Linked DNA regions of Sus scrofa: region 1 is linked to region 2. Evidence: chromatin contacts called from public Hi-C data. All regions are on one chromosome and are shown on one strand. The core of a region is the stretch at or near the end of the contact, and the rest is flanking DNA. Distances in the headings are between cores, read along the strand shown. Region 1 holds the start of CHMP7 (charged multivesicular body protein 7). Region 2 overlaps LOC100737977 (tumor necrosis factor receptor superfamily member 10B-like).

Region 1 (4,308 bases), core at 1,437-3,936, 44 kb after region 2:
GGATCAAACCCGCAACCTTATGGTTCCAAGTCAGATTCGTTAACCACTGAGCCACGAGATGGGAACTCCTGTTGCCATTATCTTTTTGAGGAAACAAGGTCATTATCTAGCAGAATTCTTCAACCTGGATTTTGCTGATTGCAACTCAGTTTTGCTTAGCATATTCCTCTACTTTCTGATTTTTTTTTTAACTTCCATTAACCAGTATACTTAGATCTAATGGCTTGATCAGATTCAGATTCAGTTTTTGGACAAAAATGCTTCATAGGTGGTTCTGTGTACTTCCCATCACATTACTTCAGGAGGTATGTCGTATCTGGTTGTCTTTCTTTCTGTGATGTTAAGATTAATCAGCAGGTGTTGTCAAACTGACCCATCCATTCTAAAATGCCAAGGGTGCTATGTGAGGTGGGGTGTTCAGACAAGATCTTTCAGTGACCTGTAAGCTGTGACCTAAGGAAGAAAATGAGCTAGTCCCACAGAGCAGAGGAAGAGAGTAGTGGTTGGAAGCCTGGAGCGTGAAAGCTTTGCCACATACCCACCTGCCCCTCTCAGGATCAGCAGAGCTTCCTTTCGGTTCTGCACTACTCCCTGCAGCCCTTCTAATCTCTAAAAGGTGAAGGCAGGGAAGTCTGCGCCCAGAGGTGTCAGGAACCCAGTAGCGCTTTCAGGTGCAGGTGGACACCAGTGCCCAACTTTGCTTTCCTTTAGATGCTTAGGATCTGGACTATTCTGACTCAGACTCAGAGATCTCTGGCAGAAAACAGCCTGGTCTCTCTCATGACACAGATCAACCAGCCATTTTATTGGCATGACAGCATGAAGAAATGTGTTTCTCAGGGTACAGCTTATTTGCTCAAGTTACATACTATTCTTCTTTTCTGGAATGTTCTCCACCAGACTTAACGTAGTTGTGGTTCAACATTCTCATCTATAAAATGGAAGAAGTACCCAAACTCATCGCACAGGAAAGTGTCAAAATTTGGTCTTTTGTTTACAAAGCCGGAGGCTAAAGTCGTCAAACAGATTTTAATCAGTAGTATATTACTGCAATAAGGAAAAGAGTCCAGGGTGAACTGAACTCAGCTTCTATTTGTACAGAGGTGACTGGGCTCTTTAAAGGGAGAACAAGGGGATAGGGAAGAGGGTAAGCCTGTCTCAGTAGAGTCAGTGAAAAATTACACAATGCAGGAAGGGAGGGTTGATCCCTGTAAAACTCATTTGGGTTTGCTAACTAGGGCTTATCAAAGTAAGACTCCTCCCCTCTCACAGAGGCTAGGAGACAGGGGCTCTGTCTTCAGGTGTTGGCTGGAACAAATAGTAAATTTTTTTTGATAACCTTGAGTTTTCTTAGGCAGGCACTTTAAGGGGGGGTAGGGTCACCTTACAAATATGCCTTCAGCTGCTAGAAACTGTTAGTTTTTGTTCACATCTTTATAGACTAAGGTTGACAGGTATAGTTAAGAAGACTTAGAGGAGCCTGTCTAGAGTGTGGTCAAGAATTTTTGTCAATTGCTATGAGTATTAAATGAGGTATTGTCTGTGAAAGTGCTTGGAGGAATAACACAAGTCATCAGTATCAACACATTCATTTACGTAACCAATCATATCACTTCCTCTCCTTTAAAATGCTTATTAAAATTCTTCCTTACACTAAGTCCCAACTACTAAACATCCTGTCACTCAGTGATAACACCCACTACATCATTTGCCAAGTATTTTACATACATTGTAACATTTCCCTCAAACAACCCTATTAGGAAATATTACTTTACAAGAGGCCCAAGGTCATACAGCCAGTGAGCGACAGAGGCCAAATTTATGTTCCACTCTGATGACTGTTACCTGGTTCCATTAAATAAGAAACTCTTTTCACCTTTTAGATGGTTCAATTAAAAAGAAAACCAGTTTATTCTTAACACACTGAATATGTCTGTTACTCGTTAAGATTTTTGTGTCTGTGTGTGAGAGAATCTAACAATTCTAAGATAATTAGAAGGGCAAGGGTCAAGGTATGCCCTTTTCAGTTTATGAAATAGTTCTCCAGCACCACCATGCATTACAGATATTAAAGCCATTGCACCGCTCTCAGGGAACGAGGGAACAGGACCCGGAATAGTAAATGCTGTATTGTTCAGCCCATGCTGTACTCTTTCATCGTGAAAGAGATCAACGATGAGTCAGAACAGTTGGAGACGGTTTCAAGGAAAATAAGAACTGAGCGCGATCTTAAGGGTATATTGATTCTGAGAAGGTAACAAAGGGACACTCCAAGATAGAGAAGGTGAGGAGTGAAAGCTTATATATCCTTGAAAATCCGGGTATACACTCTCACAGAGCTTAAGTGATCGAGAGTTTTGTTTATCCGTGACGTTATCGTAAAAGGGAGCTCACTCGGAAGTTTAAATGTCTGAAGAACGCCGCTACAAGGTGATCTGCGTGGCTGACGCTCGTGCCTCTGGCGCCCCTTAGCGGGACTCTACAGTCCTATCAGAAACCACCACAAGTTCGGCGGACAGTCGTTTGCCTCTACGATGCTTTGCCAAACTTCCCGATTCCAGACGGGGTGCGACGATGCGCACTTACCCGCTGCGCACACGCGACGTCCTCCTTACCGCACAAAGGCTGCGGGAGGAGGGGTTGGCGCAAGCGCTCTGAGTTTCTCGAAAAATAGGGTCATCATCCTACTTCCGGGCGCAGGCCGGGCGGAGACGCGTGCGCCGTGAGGACACGCGGACTTATTTCATGGGGCGGTGACGTAATGACAGAAGAGGAGGTGGCCAAGGAACGGAAGCCGGGAGGGAACCAGGACGGAAGGGGACCAGGGCCAGGGTTGTGTTCGGAGCCTTGGCGGGGCTGGGGTTCCGATGTGGTCCCCGGAGCGGGAGGCCGAGGCCCCGGCCGGGGGAGACTCGGCGGGCCTACTGCCCCCCGAGTGGGAGGAAGATGAGGAGCGCATGTCTTTCCTGTTCTCCGCCTTCAAAAGGAGTCGCGAGGTGAACAGCACCGACTGGGACAGCAAGATGGGCTTCTGGGCACCGTTGGTGCTGAGCCACAGCCGCCGCCAGGGGGTGGTGCGCCTGCGTCTGCGGGACTTGCAGGAGGCCTTTCAGCGCAAGGGCAGCGTCCCGCTGGGGCTGGCCACCGTGCTGCAGGACCTGCTGCGGTGAGGGCGGGCCCGGGCCGGGGGGCGGGGCGGCTCCCCGCGGGCAGGGACCCGGGCAGTTCTCCCGAGCGCACGCCGCCCAGCCCAGGAGCTGGCCCCCTGGGCAGTCTCTGTTTGCTCTGTGGGCGAAGAAGGAGGCTAGGTTAGGGGGTGTTGGGAGAGAGAGGGAGGAGGGTGGAGGGAAATTGAGAGGCCAGGGTAGCCTCATTACGGAGATGCAGAGGGTTTAGAGTAGAAGCCAGCCTGTCGGAGGTGACAGTGATTTGTCTGGACTGGAATCCCATTATGTAGTTATTTCGTAGGGACTTCTGAATTCAGATTACCTCGAAACATAAATGGTCCATGAGACAGGATTTATTGAACTAAGGAAAGGCAGAGCTAAGAAGACAGTTGTGGGGAAGAGGCCTGTAGGGATCTTGCTAGCAGCCTCCCAGCAGAGGTCATGTGTCTGGCCTGTCTTGGCTTATCCTTGGCACAAGCGGTTTGGAGCAGAAGACATGAGGGAGGTTGAGGGCTTTACTGAGTATCTTGGTGCCCTTTAGGTGCTACCTGTGCAACAGGTGCAGGGTTTTGGAGCTACCTCAGGTGGTAACGTGGACATCTTATACACATACAACACTTCACAGTGTGCAGGTACTTTGCACACACCATTTCATCTGACCCCCTCTGCAGTCCTGTGGGCAGGTGTCCTCAGCAGACAGAAGAGGAAACTGAACCTAAGGAGATAAGCGACTTACCTGGGGTTGCATAGCTAGTTAGAAGAATGGGGGAACTGGACCCCGGGGTCTTCTATTCTAAAGCATATGCACACGTTGTATATGTCATACCCAGAGCAGCCTGGCTGAAGACAAAAGTCAACTTTGATACATTGCTTTTAGCTTGCTGCTCTTTCTGATCAAGAGGTCTCTCCTCCTTTTCCCCAGCTCTCTTGCCTCGGCTGACATCAAAGTTTCAGTCCAGGCCCGAGATGGGGCGCAGGAGAGACAGTAGCTGAAGAAGTCGGTGAGGAGCAAGAACAGTCTGGGCTGCTTTTTTTTTTTTTTTTTTTTTTTGGTCTTTTTGCCATTTCTTGGGCCGCTCTCGCGGCATATGGAGGTTCCCAGGCTAGGGGTTCCCTACACCAGAGCCACAGCAGCACGGGA
Region 2 (4,199 bases), core at 1,094-3,593:
CATACAGGAAACAGTTCTTTTTAAGAATTGATTTGGGGAGTTCCCATCGTGGCGCAGCAGAAACGAATCTGACTAGGAACCATGAGGTTGTGGTTGGATCTCTAGCCTTGCTCAGCAGGTTGAGGATTCGGCATTGTCATGAGCTGTGGTGTAGGTCACAGACGTGGCCTGGATCTGTGTTGCTGTGGCTGTGGTGTAGGCTGGCAGCTGTGGCTCTGATTCGACCCCTCGCCTGGGAACTTCCAAGTGCCTCAGGTGCGGCCCTACGAGGCAAAAAATAAAATGAAATGAAATGAAATTAATTTTGACTGTAACGTCACCTCTTGCTCCTGATTTGTGACCTAAAACCTCTTTCTTCCTAATCCTGATGTAATATGTGATGACTCTCGGTCAGGCCCAGGAGCAGGCGGGGTCCCAAGAGGGTGTGCCGCTCTGCACCCAGCACCTTTGCTCCGGGCAAGGGAACAGGCGTGGGACCACAGAGACTCCAGGTGGGTGGGAGAGCCAGAGCCCACAGTCCAGGGGAGGGGACCTGGGTCTCTATGAGGTTGCAGTGCAGAGCCACCTGGCCCACTGATGAGGGGGCAGAGGGGCCAGCAGAGAGGGAAGGGGAAGGTGGCCCTGGAGTTCCAGGAGGCCCACAGGTGAGAGGGTCACAGAGTGACCCCAGCCAGCAGGGCCCCCCTCCTCAGGGACCCACCTCATCCCAAGGGCTCTGTCAGAGCCAGTGCGCATCTCGCGAGAGCCCTGCAGGCCCAGGTGTGACCTAGAGACAGCACCGGGGGGGGGGGCTGTGGGGGGCCGGGCCAGGCGCAGGTCTCTCTGCCAGGGGAAGGGCAGGGAGGGGAGGGAGGGAGGGAGCAGGGGCCGGATTCCAGGGGGAAATCCAGAGTCAGAGCAGAAGAAACCCCTGCGGGCCGAGCCCGAGGCATAAAGAAGGAAGGAGCAGGTCACGGCAAGAACACATGCCCTGCACCCTTGTCACTCCGAGCTGCTCCAGAGGACGGGAAGATGGCCAAGAAAGACACACACACCTTTTTAAATACAGAATTGCATGTTTAATTTGGTCACAAATTCATAAGGACATGGTATTTTGTGCCCAGTGGCTTTTCTTTCATTGTCTAAGGTTTCCAAGAAATTCTTAAAAGGGATCTTCCCATGGAGAGGAAACATGCACAGAACCCAACCTTTAAATAAAACTTTTAAATAAAACTTCCCGTGCACTGACACGAAGCAATAAAGGAAACAACTTCATATCTCTAGAAGGTTTTCACTGGTAAAAGACACAATAAATATGTGAAGGGATATGACAAACACTGATAAGACTAATACTTTAGAAGGGCACTCACAGAAATCCTCTGAGAGAAGGGCCAGATATCCGGAAAGAAGGGGCCAGAGGGCTTGCTTATAACAGCAGGACCATGGGGGGCAGCCCTTCCAAAACACTCCAGTTGACTCCCGACACCATACCCTGAACGTGCCTAAATGTCAGGCAATTCCATCTTTGGCCACATCAGCTTTGGGGAAGGCAACACACAGAGTCTTGAGACGGAAAAGACCACAACTCCTGAGTGGCCCTTCCTCCATAAGATCATCCTGCAGTAACTGGACGCCTACAAAGAAGGGTTTTAATGGAAGGCTTTAAAACAAACAAACAAACAAAAAAAAGGAATGAAAGGACAGAACCCCAACACATCAGCCATTTTAGGCCAATGCCTACAGTGTTTAGGAATTGGCATGTCTGTGTGAGTCTGTTTCTGCAGGAGGCCAAAGCTTACGAAGAGGTTGAGATGCCCGAGTAGCCAACTCAGACCGCAAAAGGCAGTTCTGAGGCTCAGATCAGAGCACCCGGACCGCGAGTGCCCATCTAGTGCCGAGTCAGCCCACACTGAACACAGTCCACCACCACCAACTGCACTTCCTCCCTGAGACCACGGCAGACACTGGGACCAGATCCCTCCCCTCCCTCCCGGGAACCCAGAGGGAGCCGAAGCTTCACTAACAAGATCAGACGCAAGACGCCCATGTCACTTAACATCTGCACCCAACCTGCATCCCACCCTCAGCACCGAGGTCCAACGAAGAACCGGCGGAGGCCCACGCCTGACAGCCCAGCTCACAGACACCAGACACAGGGCTGTGCAGGGATGCCACGTCTCGTCACGCTCTGCTGACTTGTAAACGCCCACCGGTAAATAAAAGAAATAGTCACACACCTATGAGATTTTCAGGTATAAAAGAGTGGGCACCACAGAGGTCACCAGGTATCCAAGAGTGCGAGACTGCCTTTGAAGGAGAGTGGATTCCTCCAGTGCTCCCCACAGCGGTGCTGGGCTCTCTTCTGCCATTACTTGTGACACCCAATCATTGTGGCTTCGCACCTCTCAAAAAGGCAACCCATGTAAACAACCCAGTGTTATTTCACAGAATCTTTTCTAGGCTACTATAAATACATATAAAAAACATAGAAGCAGGAGTTCCCTTTGTGGCTCAGTGGTTAATGAACCTGACTTAGGATCCATGAGGTTGCGGGTTCGACCCCCGGCCTCACTCAGTGGGTTAAGGATCCGGCGCTGCCGTGAGCTGTGGTGTAGGTCGCAGATGCAGCTCAGATCCCAAGTGGCTGTGGCTCTGGCGTAGGCCAGCGGCTACAGCTCCGATTCGACCCCTAGCCTGGGAACCTCCACAGGCCTTAGGTGCGGTCCTAAGACAGCAAAAAAACCGCAAAAAACAATAAATAGCAGAAAGTCATACAACAAACAGTATTACAGATTACACCCCCTCCCCAACAAAACATAGATTCTATTGTAATACATGAGAGTAAAAAGAGCAAGTCCATTTGGATAAAAAACGTGTCCAGAACTGGAAGATGAGGTCCTCAAACACTCAGGACACAGCAGCACCAGCTTCACCTTCTTTGAAGACGAACTTTCTTGAGCCCACCAGCGTGTCCTCAATTTTCTCCTTTGCGTATCTTTGCCCCAGTGCTTCCAAGGCATCGAGGAGGTCGTTGACTGAGGCCTCCCGCCCTTTGCGGCGGACCCAGGTCTCCAGCATCTCATACAAGGCATCCCCGGTGTTCCGAGCGCGATCTCTGCTCTGAAGGATGTCATTTTGGGTGAGGTCCATCTTTCTCATGAGTTTGTCCCAGCAATCACAAGGCACGATGTTGGAAAAGTCATCAAAGAACTGCCTCAAGCCTAGGTTGGGGGAAAGTCACAGAGAGAAGGTTGGGACCAGCTTCAGAAAGGGCAGAGGACCCTCGGGCAGGCCTGGACCCCAGGGCGGGACCTGAAGAGCTCCCCCTGCTGAGGCAGCTGCTGCTCTGCATCCCTGACCTGCTTCCCAGCCACAGAGACATCGGGCCACACACTGCCTGGGCCCCCTATGTCCCCAGGACACCGTAGGGAGTCAAGGTCACCAGAGAATCCTGTCCTAAGTGAGGGAGAAGGGCCCACCGGGGAGGGGAAACGGACGTCATGGAGGGAGAAGGCAGTAGTGGCAGGAGGCAGAGGGGGCCACCTGCCCCTCTCGTGAGACTCAGGGTGGCACCTGCCCCTCTCGTGAGACTCAGGGCCCCAGCTGCCACCTCGGCACTGGGGACCCAGCAAGGCCTGGAGCTTGGAAGGTCTCTGGCTTCACACTCAGCTCGGCCTCCCTGAGCTGGATGGGGACAAACAGACGCTAACATGTGAGGTGGAGCCGAGGCCGCCCGCCTCGCGGGACTGGGGATGCAGGGCAAGCGTGTGCAACGCAGTGCACACCACCGTGCATAGGTACCTAAGGTGGCCGCTGAAGGAAGTTCATATTCTCTCACAGCTACGCTGGAAAACGTAAAATGTTAACAAGTTATACTAATTTCCATAAAATATGGCACGGACTCAATACATTCCAAAACGTTCATCTCAAAATGTAATAATGGTCAAAAATTGTTGATGGGACCTATTACATTCCTGTTTTCTACCAATTCTTTGAGATACGGGATCGAATTTGGCCACAGGTCAGCTGCCCCACAGCCTCCTGGGGCCAGTGGGTGCCCTGCTGGACGGCACAGCCCCTGAGGTGCCTCAGAGTGGGCAGACCTGGCTCTGAGGCCTTTAGAGTCTGGATGGCCCAGGCACAAGCCATCCCCGGTCTCAGCTGCCCTCACAGCTGTGGGGACGCAGTGAAGACGCTGTCGCGCTTCCCTCCACTCCTAG

The links. A called contact is a pair of places that touch in the nucleus more often than the background predicts.
Region 1: a contact with region 2 is called in a Hi-C map of epiblast stem cells, with 2.1 times the contacts expected there. The contact joins the promoter of CHMP7 here to the enhancer-like site in region 2. A contact is called at or near these places in 1 of 5 promoter capture datasets (liver), 12 of 47 Hi-C or Micro-C datasets (alveolar macrophages, blood, embryonic fibroblasts and 8 more) and 2 of 2 datasets of contacts at active chromatin or transcription factors (alveolar macrophages and skeletal muscle).

What each region holds. Positions count from the first base shown.
Region 1 is chr14:7,387,380-7,391,687 of Sscrofa11.1, forward strand. CHMP7 (charged multivesicular body protein 7) reads left to right here and starts at 2,687. Exons shown (of 10, transcript XM_021074113.1): 1 at 2,687-3,166. The coding sequence starts at 2,868.
Region 2 is chr14:7,343,753-7,347,951 of Sscrofa11.1, forward strand. LOC100737977 (tumor necrosis factor receptor superfamily member 10B-like) reads right to left here. Exons shown (of 10, transcript XM_021073208.1): 10 at 1,036-3,200. The coding sequence ends at 2,887. Among named protein-coding and RNA genes, the nearest start is that of CHMP7, 44 kb to the right of the region's middle. Within about 2 kb of position 2,344, at least 1 of the 83 cell types and tissues checked has an H3K27ac peak or open chromatin away from gene starts, as enhancers often do.